Regions from separate parts of the Drosophila melanogaster genome. Here region 1 is linked to region 2. Evidence: chromatin contacts called from public targeted proximity ligation data. All regions are on one chromosome and are shown on one strand. The core of a region is the stretch at or near the end of the contact, and the rest is flanking DNA. Distances in the headings are between cores, read along the strand shown.

The links.
Region 1: a contact with region 2 is called in a targeted proximity ligation map of the Kc167 cell line, with 4 times the contacts expected there. A contact is called at or near these places in 61 of 107 Hi-C or Micro-C datasets (the Clone 8 cell line, the D17-c3 cell line, the Kc167 cell line and 19 more) and 2 of 7 datasets of targeted methods (both in the Kc167 cell line).

Annotation. Positions count from the first base shown.
Region 1 is chr3L:5,866,775-5,873,637 of dm6, forward strand. CG5568 reads left to right here and starts at 4,727. Exons shown (of 3, transcript NM_139735.4): 1 at 4,727-4,991; 2 at 5,048-5,559; 3 at 5,611-6,744. The coding sequence starts at 4,824. The coding sequence ends at 6,568. CG18586 reads left to right here and starts at 6,537. Exons shown (of 3, transcript NM_001274524.1): 1 at 6,537-6,863. The coding sequence starts at 6,859.
Region 2 is chr3L:5,811,667-5,818,814 of dm6, forward strand. mad2 reads right to left here and starts at 1,427. Exons shown (of 3, transcript NM_139734.3): 1 at 1,276-1,427; 2 at 1,049-1,195; 3 at 469-987. The coding sequence starts at 1,348. The coding sequence ends at 584. kri (krishah) reads left to right here. Exons shown (of 3, transcript NM_139733.2): 2 at 1-313; 3 at 399-562. The coding sequence ends at 263. vn (vein) reads right to left here. Exons shown (of 6, transcript NM_001014565.2): 2 at 6,443-6,620; 3 at 6,232-6,359; 4 at 5,869-5,977; 5 at 4,985-5,034; 6 at 1,672-1,808. The coding sequence ends at 1,768.

The DNA of each region.
Region 1 (6,863 bases), core at 3,477-5,976, 58 kb after region 2:
AGCACCGCCGCTCTTTAATTAAGCTCCTCGGCACCGACGTGGCCGCCAGCAGGAAGTGCATTTTATCCATCCCACCCCGGCCTGTTAAAACCAAAAAAAAAAAAAAAATGCTAAGAGAAATACAACTGAAATGGCCGGCGAACTCAGCCAAGCGTTGACATGAGTTCACCTCTGGGTAGCTGCTCCTGCCGCCCACAAATACACTGGAAACTACGTTTACCCAATAACGCCTACCTAAAAAGGGGGAAGCTCCCTATAATTTAAAGGCTATCTTGCACTGAAAAAGTTACTGGTATATTCACTTTACTAAAGAGCCATAGCTTTCGCATTAAAATCGTATTCCAAGAATGATTACTCCTACCAAATTCGATTGTTACAATAAATTTCATATAAACAATATTTTATTGGCCGAAAGGATATTTTTCGCTCCTTTTTTCAAAGTGTTGACTTGCATACAAGTAACTTTCTGGCATGCCAATCGCCCAATCGTAATAAGACACAACAGGAGGGTTGCCCAAAATGGTACGCTCCGATTTTGCCCCAAAAAAGCAATAACAATAACGGCAACAACAACAGCAAGAGCAACATCTTCGACGACAGCGACTGCCCAACATTAATCATAAATTACCAGGTCGTTGAGTTGGCCAAGAAGCCACGAAGTTGTGGGGCAAGCGGGTTAAAGGAGGGCCAACATAGAAGTAGAGACGCCCCAACGTGTGGCGAGGTGTTCGCTGTGCGCGTTTATAAATTTTGCCAAGCGCCAGGCCAACGCTTTTTCGGCCCCAACCAGACAGATATGTACCCCGGCCAAAGAGCCAGTGCCCGAGCCTGAGTCCGAGCAAGAGCAAGAGCAAAAGAAATGATCATCTTCATCATTGCCGACCCGGCCACGTACTAAAAAATGTGAGATATGGCGGCAGCAGGCCAAGGTTATAATTGGCCCAAAGCGGAGCCAAAACGAACGAGAAGGAGCAGCTCATAAAGCAGCGAGAGGAGGCGGTAACGCTCAGGCATCCAAGCAGCCAAGGAGCCAAGATGCCAAGGAACCAAGAAACCGGGCCCCAAACCGAACTGAGATTATGGCCAGGATGCCCGATGCCCAGTGCTCGGTGCCCTATGCCCACAGTGATGCGCACGTGCTTAACCTCTGACTTTGTTTCCGACCATCATCACCATCAGCATCAGCTAAGCCAGCCAGCCATCCGCGGCGGCAGCTTCTTCAAGTTGTAGTAGTCTGGCGATTAGCCGCGGATTGTTGCTTACTGGGAACCGACGCGGAGCAGAGGCCGTGAGAGGTTGTTTATGGCCCGCCCAGGGCACGCCCACTTGATGGGCAGGAGGCTGGGGGCATTGGGCAGGGGGCAGGAGGCGGCATCGCGATGCCTTCACAGATGAAAGGTATATACTCGATATTACTTTTGGACTTTGGTTAAGGGAATACGAGAGCTGGTCAGTGGGGCGGTCATGGGTTCTTTACAAATTTGGACAGGCAGGTTGTTTGTCAAATTGTTTAAGGGGAGTGATTAATCCGAAGATAAAGAATGGAAACTTAGAGAAATTAAGACGTATTTAATATGAACCTTTATAAGTTTAAACTGGTCCTTCTATCATAAAAACCCATTACATCTCCTTTCGCAATTTCACTATTAGCATAGGTCTTTAGTTATCTACTTGATTGCTTTGCAATATATTTCTGCAATACTGAATCATATTTACCTATCTGAGGCCGACGTGTCGCTGCTCATTTTCCAAGTCAGTGAACTCCAAAGACATGTTATACTGGTGAAAAAAAGAGTTGCATGGACCGCACCCACGCAGCACGCAAAAGGACATTTCACTGCATCTATAACTTGGCAGACAATGCAATCTATTCAGTGAGCCGTTGACAGGCTTTTGCAATTCACATTCGAAGAGTGAAGAGCGGCGGTCATGGCGCAGTGACCAGTGGCGAGCAGCCAAAGGACAATTCACAGGACATCGTCGCCTGGCTGGCTATGAGCCAAGTATATTTACTGCATATTTACAGGACAGCTCGTAAAGAAGAGCAGCAAGTAAGCTTTAATTGCGCCACAAAGTGCACTGAAAATTCAATTTAAAAGCGACAAGAACACGACAAGTGACAAAGATACAAGACGACGATGGCAGGGGCACAATTTCAATCTGTTCTTTTCATAAATACGCAAATTTGTCCATCGAGGCAGATGCAAATATTTTGGCAAGACACTTCCATTTAGCCATGCCATCCATTCTTTCCAGCCACATAAAAATGCCAGCATAGCCAAAGTGCAGAGAAAAATCACTGAAACTGTCGCCCGGCGCGGCAAGGATACAACATCATCATCATCATCATCATCATTATCATTATCATCCGCAAGGATAACAGGCGATGCTGCGTTTGTGCGATGGTCTGCGTATTTCTAGCCAACTTACAGGAACCGCGGCGCCAAAAACTACTAAAAATAAAGTTTGCATTTTGTCTATTTGTTTCCTGTCGCCTTGTCCCAGTCCCGTGGCCCATGTCCCCATCCTTTGGCGACATTTTCCCTTCCCGCCAGCAACATAAACACCCAAGTTGCCATAAAGACAGGTTGATATCCATATGTATATGTATATGTATGTTTGTAGTTTCTTGCAGCTGGCGAAAATCCGAAAACAATACTATTCTATATAGAGGGATCAGAAAACTCATGAATATTTTCGGAGATTGTAATTTCTTGTTATTTTTTTTTAAGAGTAGCCAAAAACGTATCTTAGACTTTGGTACATGTATTAGTTTAAGTCCTTTTCAGAGTACATATGTCCATATATGAATTTATATGAATGAAGTATATAAAAAAAACAATATTTTAATTTAAAACAAAAACAAACTAAATGTGCTGACCAAAGTTGGGATTGAACCGCAACCACCAGCTGTCTAGACAGACACTTTAGACAGCTTGACTACAGACTTCCTTGCATATATTTGTTGTACACGTTTCTGACTGACATAGTTTAATAGCTATGAAACTCAGCTCGACCAGCAGATGGCGTTTCGTAGCTGCTGCGACTTCACACAATGTTCGCTAGATGTCGCCGATATAATTTTAGTACAAAGTAGAATAGCGCCATCATCATTACCGGCCAAATATGGAACTTTATAAAACGCAATAGCATACTTTTAGGCTATAAATATAAAAAAAATTACAAATAAATTACATTGGGTAAGAATTTTCTTGCTCCTGAACAGTTACTTAGCTCTTAAAGAGATGAGCAATATTGAAAAGCAGATTTTCGGTAATCCCTTAAGCAACACACTCTGCATCGTACCTTCGATAAGTTTTGGCCAGCGAAACTTGGCAATCCTTTGCGGATGCAATTTGGAATTAATTATGGCCCGCTTGCTTGCCACTTGCCACTTGGCCGGGAACTTTTTGGGGGGCGAGCGGAGAACGGCCGACGCAGCCGCAACTTCGGACCAGCTTGTGCTGAGGTTACAAATTCTCATATGTCGCCACACACACAGGACGAAATGTGATGGACAGAAGGACATTTGGGGGCGAGGAGGTTTGGGTGGATTGGAAGCAGTTGACACAAGAGCATTTAACGCTTCAGCACGTTTTCAATTCAATTTCCACATCTTGAAGGCTGCGCCAAGGAAGCCGAGGCGTTGGAGCGTGCGAAAACTTAAGCAGACGCACCGAGCATGACAAACGAGGCTAAGGACAATGCCGGCAGGATAATGATAATGAAAGCGAATCGTGGGCGCTGCAAGACGACGGGCGTGGCCGGATAAAAAACGGAAGCTAGTGCTGCTTAATGAAGATGCCTGCAGTGGCAGCCTTGCAATAAATCAACAAATTACGCGGCAAGGGCTGACTAGGGGATTGTATCTCGCAGATACCGAGATACTTGGCCATATTTGTGCGCAGAAACAATAAGTGAACCGCTTAAAAATGCATAAATCAAGGCCCAAAACGCAGCCAAGGGAACTGAAACAAAAGCGAAGCGAGAAGCAACTGTCAAAATGATAATCGCCAACAACTGTTGAGGCTGTCTTGGCCTTATGACAAATGTTGTCGTCTCGAAAAGGGGGTGTGTGTGTGTGTGTTTCCTAAAACACCACCCACCACGCACTGGCCGAAATCAATGTTTGAAAAACACATTTTACTTATTAGTTTCGCTATGTTTGCGGAGGACAGGGTCACTCAAAATAGCGCATCATAATGGGACAGAGCAGAACTGAACGATTTCGATTCCGATCCATCCATGTCGGTCATAATCGTAAAAACAAATGCAAAACGCAAAAGCCAAATTCCTGACAGCACATTCCCCCAATTGTCAACCCCTTAATCCACTTGTTTTCCAAAACCCATAATCCTCTCTTTGACGGCTGCCCATTATCATAATCTTATTGTTGGTGGTGGTGGAGATTCCAGTCCAGCCCAGCTGACCATTTGCTGAAACACTTTTCGACATCTTTTTGAGTATTTTACTATGGGATGCAATCTCAAAATCGGATTATCAGCGGTCATGAAAACAGTCTTGGCAATTAATCATTGCTTAAGTAAACATAAATAGTAAATATGATTAGTATGGCAACAGTGACGGAATAATTGATTGGTAGATGAAATAAATTCACTTATGAACAAAACTTTTAGTATCTCTTTCTTAGCTCAAAGAAATATCGATATAATAAGTCAGTTGATAATGGTGAGACCTAACTTGAAGCTTTAAATTCGAGTTCTTGCGTCTATCACTTTCGTTTTTATGGTATTACTATCACAGAAGTTAGAGAGATATATAAATTATAAGCCTTCATTTTAATTCTTAACGTATTATACAAAATGGGTGAATTGCAAGCGGGAAAATCGCCCTTTAAGACAAGAAACACCTTTGATGAAAACTTAAAGATCTGGAGTGGTGGCGAAAAACGCAGTTTATTCTCACCAGATTTGTCCATTGGAGAAATTATCTTTCAACAAATGGAGCGCAATGCTATGCTCACTGCCCAGGTACTTAATAAATTTACAAGAAACAATATTTATATTCATCGAAACAAAACCTTTAGATTTCAGTTACAGAAAACACTGAGCTGACCTGGAAAGACATCCAGACAAACGCGATGAAGGTGGCAAGTTATATGCGTAAACTGGGTCTGGAGCAAGGTGACTTTGTGGGAGTCATTGGCAGGTTGACCACTCACTTGACTGCTCTGGCCTATGCCTGTTTCTTTAATGGAACTCCTTATCATGCCCTACACACCGAATACGAACAATCTGCCATCGAGAGACTGTTCGGAATAACCAAGCCACGCTTAATCTTCTGTGATGGAGATGAGTTTGAGAAAGTTCAAGCAGCCACCAAAGGCCTTCAGGTACAAATAGTAACCATGCGTAATCACCCGGCAGGAATATTGAGAATTCAGGATATTTTAACCACTCCCGTGGAGATGAACTTTCGACCAGTGCGACTGAAAGACGGTACTGATCAACTACTGGCCATTCTTAGCTCTTCGGGAACATCCGGCCTTCCAAAGGCAGTCACCATTAGCAATAGTCACCAGATTATTGGGAGTTTTCTGTAAATATTACCACCTTAATTTTATACACCCATCTAATTTATTATTTTCAGACCCGTGGATAGCTCGATTATTCAGTATAACCCAAACACTTTGGATTGGGCATCAGGCATCACGATGACCATCAATGCAGCCGTGTTTAGCTTGACTAGTATAATTGAAGATTGTGACTTTGATCCTGCCAATTTGTGTGGCCTAATTGAGAAGTATCGAATATCGATGGTGTTCGTAAGTTCCTCGCAATTGGCGATGCTGTCCAATTGCCCGGAATTCTATGCGGCGGACCTATCATCCGTGAAGTATTTCTTTTACGGCGGATCAAACTGCTCACTGGAAGTCCAGAACAAAATTCGCAGCCGTCTAAGCAACGAATGTGTAAATTTCAGTTATACACTAACCGAGTTGAACAGCCCCGGATGCCTAAACTTCAACTTCGATGAGAAACCCAATTCAGTGGGTCGTCCGGTTAGAGGCATTCAAATCAAAATAGTCAACGAGCTGGGTGAAGCACAAGGACCCAATGTCGTGGGCGAGATATGCTTCAATAATGGTCAGAAATGGCCTGGTTACTACAAGAATCCGGAAGAAACGAAGAAGATGCAGGACTCGGAGAACTGGTTTCACACCGGGGACCTGGGCTACATGGACGAGGATGGATATTTGTTCATTATCGATCGCTTGAAGGATATGCTCAAGTATCAGACCATCATGTATTACCCCAGCGAGATTGAAAGTGTCATCGCTGAAATGCCAAATGTTGTGGAAGCTTGTGTCTTTGGCATTTGGGATCCCGTTTATGGAGATAAGGCAGCCGCTTCAGTGGTCAAGAAACAAGGAACCCAACTAGAGGCCCAGGATGTTGTGGAGTATGTGAGGAAACGTATACCTGCCAAATTTAAGCAGTTGAATGGAGGAGCTTTGATTGTGGATCACATTATTCAGAGTGGCAATAGAAAAGCAAACAGAGCGGCCACAAAAGCTGAGTTTTTACGAATTATGGAGAAGAATTAGTTTTGCATATTTAATTATTGTAATGTTTATGTTGTATTTGTATTTTTATTGTATTTGTATTTGTATTTGTTGTATTTATCGTAAGCTTTTTAAGAGGTTCGCCATCTTAGGCATTTTTTCATATTCGCCGAGTAAAATAATACCGAAACACATATCGATTACAAAATCGTTAATACAGCTGATCTTTCGTAATTATGTACATTATTGCTGTGAAATAGCATTGCTGATACGAGGGGTTATAATAGCATAATTTACTTAAAAACTAATAATCGACTCAGCATTTTCTTATAATGGC
Region 2 (7,148 bases), core at 177-2,676:
CCCGCTTTCCCGATGACATCGGCAGCAGGCAGGTGCTACTCATGTACCCCATCATGTCCACGGGCAACACTGTGCTGCAGGCGGTGAATGTGCTGCGGGAACACGGCGTACCCGAGAGCTGCATCATCCTGTCCAATCTCTTCTGCACACCCATTGCCGCTCGGACCGTAGTGAATGCCTTCCCCAAGCTGAAGATCCTCACCTCCGAGCTGCATCCCGTGGCACCTAATCACTTTGGCCAGAAATACTTCGGTACAGACTAGATACTTGGGTCTATCTCGCAGACTTGACGACTAAGCGCTGCTTAGGATAGGTAGCTGTCGCCCAGACAAACGCCCTTTCCTGCGTTGCGCTCCACTAACAAATGCTACCCTCTCTCACTCTGTTTCGTCCTCCAGATTGCATTTGAGACACACAGACAAATAGACGACCCCTGCGGCCAACCAAACTACTACTTAGCAACTGTTAGCTTTTCACAACTGGCTTTTAATGCAACTCTCAAATACGTTACGTTCGTTACGCACTATTGTAAATATAGAAACGAAATAAATATTTAAACATTAGGATGAGGCGGTACTGCCTTTTAAGTGCTCATCTTGTAGTTGACCACGGTGTCCACCTTGTGCAGTCCTGTAGAAAAGGAGCGCAGCTGGACGGCCTGCGGATTCTGTATGACAATGGCACCCGTTTCGTCCCATTTGGCCGGTAATTCGGTGTTCTGCAGCGTGTGAATCATTATGTCGAAGGTGCAGATGCAATCGAGCAGTGGCAAATAGCTCACGGTGGCCGAGATCTGCCGCATAACGTCGCGAATCTCGTTCTGTATGCGACTCAGCTCCTTGGTGGTTGTTGCCTTGGTGGGATCACTGATATCGCCATCGCCCAACTCGGCCTGCATATTAAAGTCCCAGCACTCGAGCACCTCCTTGGTGTGGGCGTTCGTAATGACCATCGAGATCTTGTTGATCATGTTCTTCGAGAGCCATTCTATAGGTGAATACAAATAATGGTCACCATAAACTTGAATTTTTTCCAAAAGACCACTAACCTTCAGTTTGGCTGAGCACGTTCTGCAGAAAGGTCTTGATCTTGGGATCCTTGGACATTAGAATGGTTAGCCCATACTGCTGCGTGTTGTTAAAGTCTTCGGCTGGGTAAATTCCGCGTTGGAAGAGGATCGAATTGATGCCGTACTCTATTTAGGAAAAAAAAAGAACCAGAGACGCCATTGCAGGCGAACTTACAGACGCTTTCGTGACGTAGCTTGCTACTCACTCAGGTATTCCACAATAATCTGAGCGGAGCCCTTGAGTGTGATGCAGTTTTTGGTCGCCTGGGCAGTTGACATGTTGATTTAAGTCGATTTAAGTGGGAGAGAAATTAACAATTTGCTAAATTGCCGCTATTTTTGAAAGGTGTTGACTAGCAGAGATGACAGAAGCTCGATATACATTCGATACGTTTGTCTGCAATATATCGATAAATATCGGTGAATGTACTCGCTAAATTCAGTATATTTCTATATTTGGTGTGTGTATTGGCTATGCGACCAGGGATGGTGGAACCAGGGATGGCTAACTCCGACCAGTGCTGCCAAGCAATTCCCAAAGGGCGGCATATTTAAATTCATCAATTTATTTGCGCAATAAAATCAAAACACAATTATTGATTGCAACAAATTCAGAATTTTATTGGCCATCCTTGTGTAAACTAAATCTAAGCATGAGATCCATTTCTGAGCGCAAAAGTAATTCCGCGTGGTTCGGCCTAATGGGTTCCATCCGGTTCATCGTATTCCTGCCAAGAGACTAAAATAAGACAAGACTTTGATATAGCCAGAACAATAGAGGACCCAGTTAATCTATGCTATCCAAAACCTAGCTCGGTTCGTCAGAGCCTTGATTACTCTGCCCTCTGATTTGACAGAAAAGATCAGCAAAAGCAGAGCAGCAAATCATAAACGAAGTACAAGAAGCCACAGTGAACAAGAACAGAATATCAGACCAAATCAAAAAGCAATCGATGTTTGTAAAATGTGAATTATTTGCAAATTTTTAATTAAGTTTTTTCTTACGCATCGTTTTGTTTGTTTTTGTTGTTTTTTTTTCGTTTTTGTTTGTTTAATGTTTTGTTTTAAATTAAAATTAAACTTTACATGGTATTTTTGGTATAAATCTTTCAATAATTAAATATATAAAAAATTTGCCACTTAAAATAACTAAAAATAATCTCTACGCACTTTCTTGCTTTACGCCTAGCCATACAAACTGATGTCAACATACACATTGTGAAGAAATAAAAACTAATTTGCCATTTTACATATTTTGGTGTTGAAATTGCGCAAATCCAAAAAAAACGAGGACAAATAAAATAGTATTTCGAAATTAAGTAGCTCCATGGTGTCTGTGTGGGGTGTTCGTGTGTGTGTGTGTGTGTGTGTGTGAGCTTATAGCTATAATTACGTTTAATTTAGGTGTAATTAAATACAATAAATTACGGTTAAAGAAGGGCTTGCATTACCTTAGTTGAAATGTACACAAAACTTATCGTTAGTTAAAACGAGAGCTATTTACAGGATTTATTACAAAGTTCTCGGCTACGTCAACCTTTGTTATCATTTTAAAATTATTGTCTATGATACAACAACAAAAGCGCAACAATGTCAAAGTCAGGGTCGAATCGGTAATGCTTTGCTCTCGAACTTTGAACCGCAAACTTCGATCTTAGATGTTATATGTATGTGATATATTTCGTAAAATAAATAATTTAAAATTCTGCTCAGCTTTCATACATCCGATTTATACATTTAAGATATTCTGTCACCGTGCACAAGAACAAACGTAGCTAAAGTCAGTCTGGATCTGGAACTTTTCGCTCGGGAAGAAGGAACTCTAGGCGAGGGGAATTGTACGAATTTTGAAATGTTTTCTGTTTTCTGTTTTCGGATATGTATTCTTTGTAGTTGCAAACTTTGAGAACGGTGATGGGTTTTTGGGCATGGTCAGCTGGTGCAACAAATTCTCTAATTTTTTAATAAACGTAAAAAATTACAATTGTCCACGTTTTTGGAGTGCAGGGAGTTCGATTTTTTTTTTGTTTTTCGTTTTGTTTATAAAATCATAAAAATAATGAAACAAAATTCTATGCATTAATAGTCGTTATTTAAGGTATGTATTTGGCCGTAGATTGCAACAAAATATCTGTGAAGAGATTAAATTATAAATAAAATTAAAAATTAATCTTTCAGTTCTTCATTTACTGCTAACTAAAAGCTGGCTAACACCATTTCCACAATTAGGGGCAACTACAAGCATAAAATTGCGCTCTCAAATGAAAAAATCCATGCAGAAGGATATTGAAGAGAAGGTCTTTAGCAAGAACTACTTGAAAATTAGTGATTTGATATATGTATGTATATATTTTTATTTTGGGTTCATTCGAGCTCAAGATTTCACTTTGCCGTGGAGTTTACACTTAAGGAGGAAACGAGCACAAACTAAGGAAGTAATAGTGAACAGAGTTACCCAAATCGGAAACGCAGGAGATTAGTTAAAAGAAAAAATACAAAAAAAAAAAAAAACAATCACCAAATAAAAGAAAACGAGGAGCAGAATGAAATTGTTGGTTTGTTTGATTTGATTTGAATTGGGTTCTTTTCGGTGTATTTTTTTTTTGGTTTGTCAAAATCTACAGCCAAGTGTTAATGTCTAATAACGAGTAATAACTTAAATTAATTGAAAATCATAAATTCTAATGGGTTATCGAATGTGGTTTGTTTTTAATATTTGCAAACTACAAATAATAACACTGAAAACAAAACAAAATTCAGTTCCCGTTTCAAATGTTTAGTCAGTTCGATGCCTTTGTGGGTGAGTGCTGTTTTTTTTTGTAACTAACTTGCCAGCGTTTATGCGTGTTGATATTCGTGTATCTAACTAAGAGAGCCTCTGTTGATTTTTATCGTAAATCTGGATATTCATATTGAGTGTGAGTGGGTGAGTAAGTGTGGGCTGAGCCAAAGGATTCGACAAGTTTCTCAGTACTTTGTGGGGGAAATGTCCCTTTTTAGTCAAATTTTCCTGTTGTCCGGTGTCCGTCCGCTTGTCCGTCCGTATGTCCGAGTTGCTTGATTATTTTGTTTTGTTTTGCTGTTTTTTGTTTTTTTGTTTTACATTTACTTGTGGTTTTGGTTGGTGTGGTTCGTGTGATGAGTGAATTGAAATTAAATTAAGTTCCTATGTAAACACTATTTAAAATAAACCTTCTATAGCACCCTTTGTTTTTATTCGTATTTATTTGCATTCTTCTCGTTTTTATTGATTGCTCTTAATATGTTTTTTAGTTTATAAAATTATATATATTATGAACAACTTGGTTAGTTATTTATTTCGTTTACTCTTTGTTTTCATTACTAAGACTTTACTTTGTTTCTTTTTGGAATGTGTTCTCTAATAAAACTTTTAGTTCGTCGTTTTACAAAGTGACTGTTGATAGTTGGGGGTCTGTGTGTGTGGAGTGTCTGTGATTGGGTGGGTGTCTGGAGTTTAGATTTTGGTCCGATTCTGCATACTGTTTTTGTACTTTCTGTCTGTATGATTGTGTGTGGCTGTGTTTGTGGCTTTATCAACTATATTTGGTTTATTTCACTTTCTCTGTTCTCGGATGCTTTGCAGAAAGTTTCAATGTGATAGGATTGCTGTGAACTGTGCAATGGGAATTTCGTTGGATTTTCCATTCCATTCCATTTTAGGTTGTAGTACGTTATCGTATTTCATTTTATAATAGTTTATGTTATTCGTTATTTTGGTATGGGCACTGAGTTCGGTTTGATTGATTTGATTTAATTTGATTGGATTCGGTTTAGGTATTGTGTATAACTCGCGTTTGACTCGACTCGCAAAACAATCGATGCTATAGAAGTGCCTATTTTAGCAGTAATAACCTCCCTGATAATTTTTGCATGATTCGGGAGAGCTGTACCTACTGTCGGGCCATTTGTTCTCGCAACGATTGCCGAAGTATTCGGTTGGGCACCTGAAAAGACAGACAAGATTGGTTGCACAGATTTAGTATAGATCGCATTTTGTTTTCGAAACATAATTATATTTAAGGAATACACAAGTGGGAAAAATCGAAATGGCCATGAACTGCGGTGCAGTATTTGCTTGACCACTCAAAGATCCGGTCAAATATAAACAAAAGAGCAAACAAATTAAGTGTGTGGCATACAGCGAATTTCAGCAAAAAACGGAAAGTGCGGAAGGAGTGGGATCAAAATGGAAATTCATTTCCCTCCTCACTCCTGCAACGTCTCCTCAAAAACTGAGAAAAAAAAAATACCCATTCGAGATAGCGAGTGAAATGCGCTTTTTTGGGATCCGATTGGATCGAATCGATTCATCGCTTTGCGTGTGCACACTCGCACTGCCAGATAAAACGAGGCGCTGAAAGACATTATTCACATTGCATACACACACGCCGGCAAGTGAGCCTTTGTGGAGTTCTCCACTCCGGCCACGAAATTTGTGGCCTTTTAATTGCCCCCGGATTGCTCGGTTGCCGAGCGTGTAATGTGATGCCAAAATATTACAAGACACACATGCATATATACATGCAGTCTTATCAGCTGTCACATGAGCGAGGTTTATCAAGCGAACCACTTGAGTTTCGGGATCAGTTTCGAGGAGTCTAGCTCGACTGTGCGGCAGGATGCATCGAGTGCACAGGGAGAAAATATTCAAAACACTAAGTTGGTCTCATTGTTAGACAACATATAAACTAATATTAAACTAATGAAATATTTAGTTGACCGATGTGTTTATGTATTTTAAGTTTCTATGTAGAGTTAGATAGCAGGGCAGTACTAACCTACAATAGACCTCGTTGATGTCCGGGATCATCCTACAGGTGCCATTATGGAAGCAGTAGTCGAAATTGCAGGGTATGCCCGAGGCTGACCGGTCCGTGGGAAAGTGAACTGAAATAGAGGCGAGATTTGATTATTTGATTTACAAGGATTTGGCGTAGGTATTCTAATATAAATTTAGCTGAATCAAAGATGTGAAACATAACATATGTGGCCATAAATAACAAGTGAATTGGAGCATACCGAATTGGCCGCAACATAACATCGACATATCTACAGATATACATTGATGCTTGTTGCAACACCCACGCATCACTCGCAATGAACAGACCATCTAACATACATAACATATGTATTAGACTCACCTGGTGAGGCCTTGATCATGATGCGGCGCTTGGCGATCGCCTTGCTGGCTTTATTCTTGGCCCGGCACTCGTACCTGCCCGCATCGGAGGAACTATTGAAGGAGCGCACTATTAGCTCGGAACGTCTTCTGCAAGGGGAGAAGTGGGTGAACCCATGGAAGGAGATGTTAGATATGCGCACTTCGATCACGGACACTCACTTAATACTCACTTGTGATGCTTGAATTGGTAAATGTTGCGCTTGCGATTGATGGACTTTTCGTCCTTGAACCAGGTGACCTTCGGCGGCGGCTGACCCGACACCTCGCAGACGATACGCAGCTTCTTTCCATGCTTGATGATGGCTTTGCTCGGCTTCGAGAAGATCTTCGTGACCTCTGCGTTCTGTGCTGTAAGAAAGACCAGACAAACCATTAGGCCATGCATTTCGCTTTCTGATTTCGCTGATTTCCCCCATTTCGGTGATGTCTAGCATCAAACGTTTGCGAAAAACAACAAATACGGCTGAGTGAATAGATAATTGCGGAATTTTCCACCTGCCCAAAAACAATGAAATTGAAATTATTCTCGTAGACAGCCGTAAACAAAATAGCAAATTAGAAATTACTCGCATTCTTCGCGAATTTTTCCTTGTGTTTTCATGATCGTCGCGTCTGTTTGGTCTTTTTTATTCTTAAGTTGCCTGGAGATCGTTAAGTTGAAAGTTGTCTGGCACTTTTCAGAGGTGGAAAAATTTATGTTGGACTATTTGTTTGCAGCACAGATGACAAGAAAAATGCGAGCTTTATATCTTATAGGATCGTAATCAATTCAGTTATCTGAAGGCTTCTTTTTGAACAATTGCAACCTCGAAACACGTGTCTCTACGTTTACGCTTTTTATTACAAATAAATAGATTTGGCCCCAGATGCGGTTTA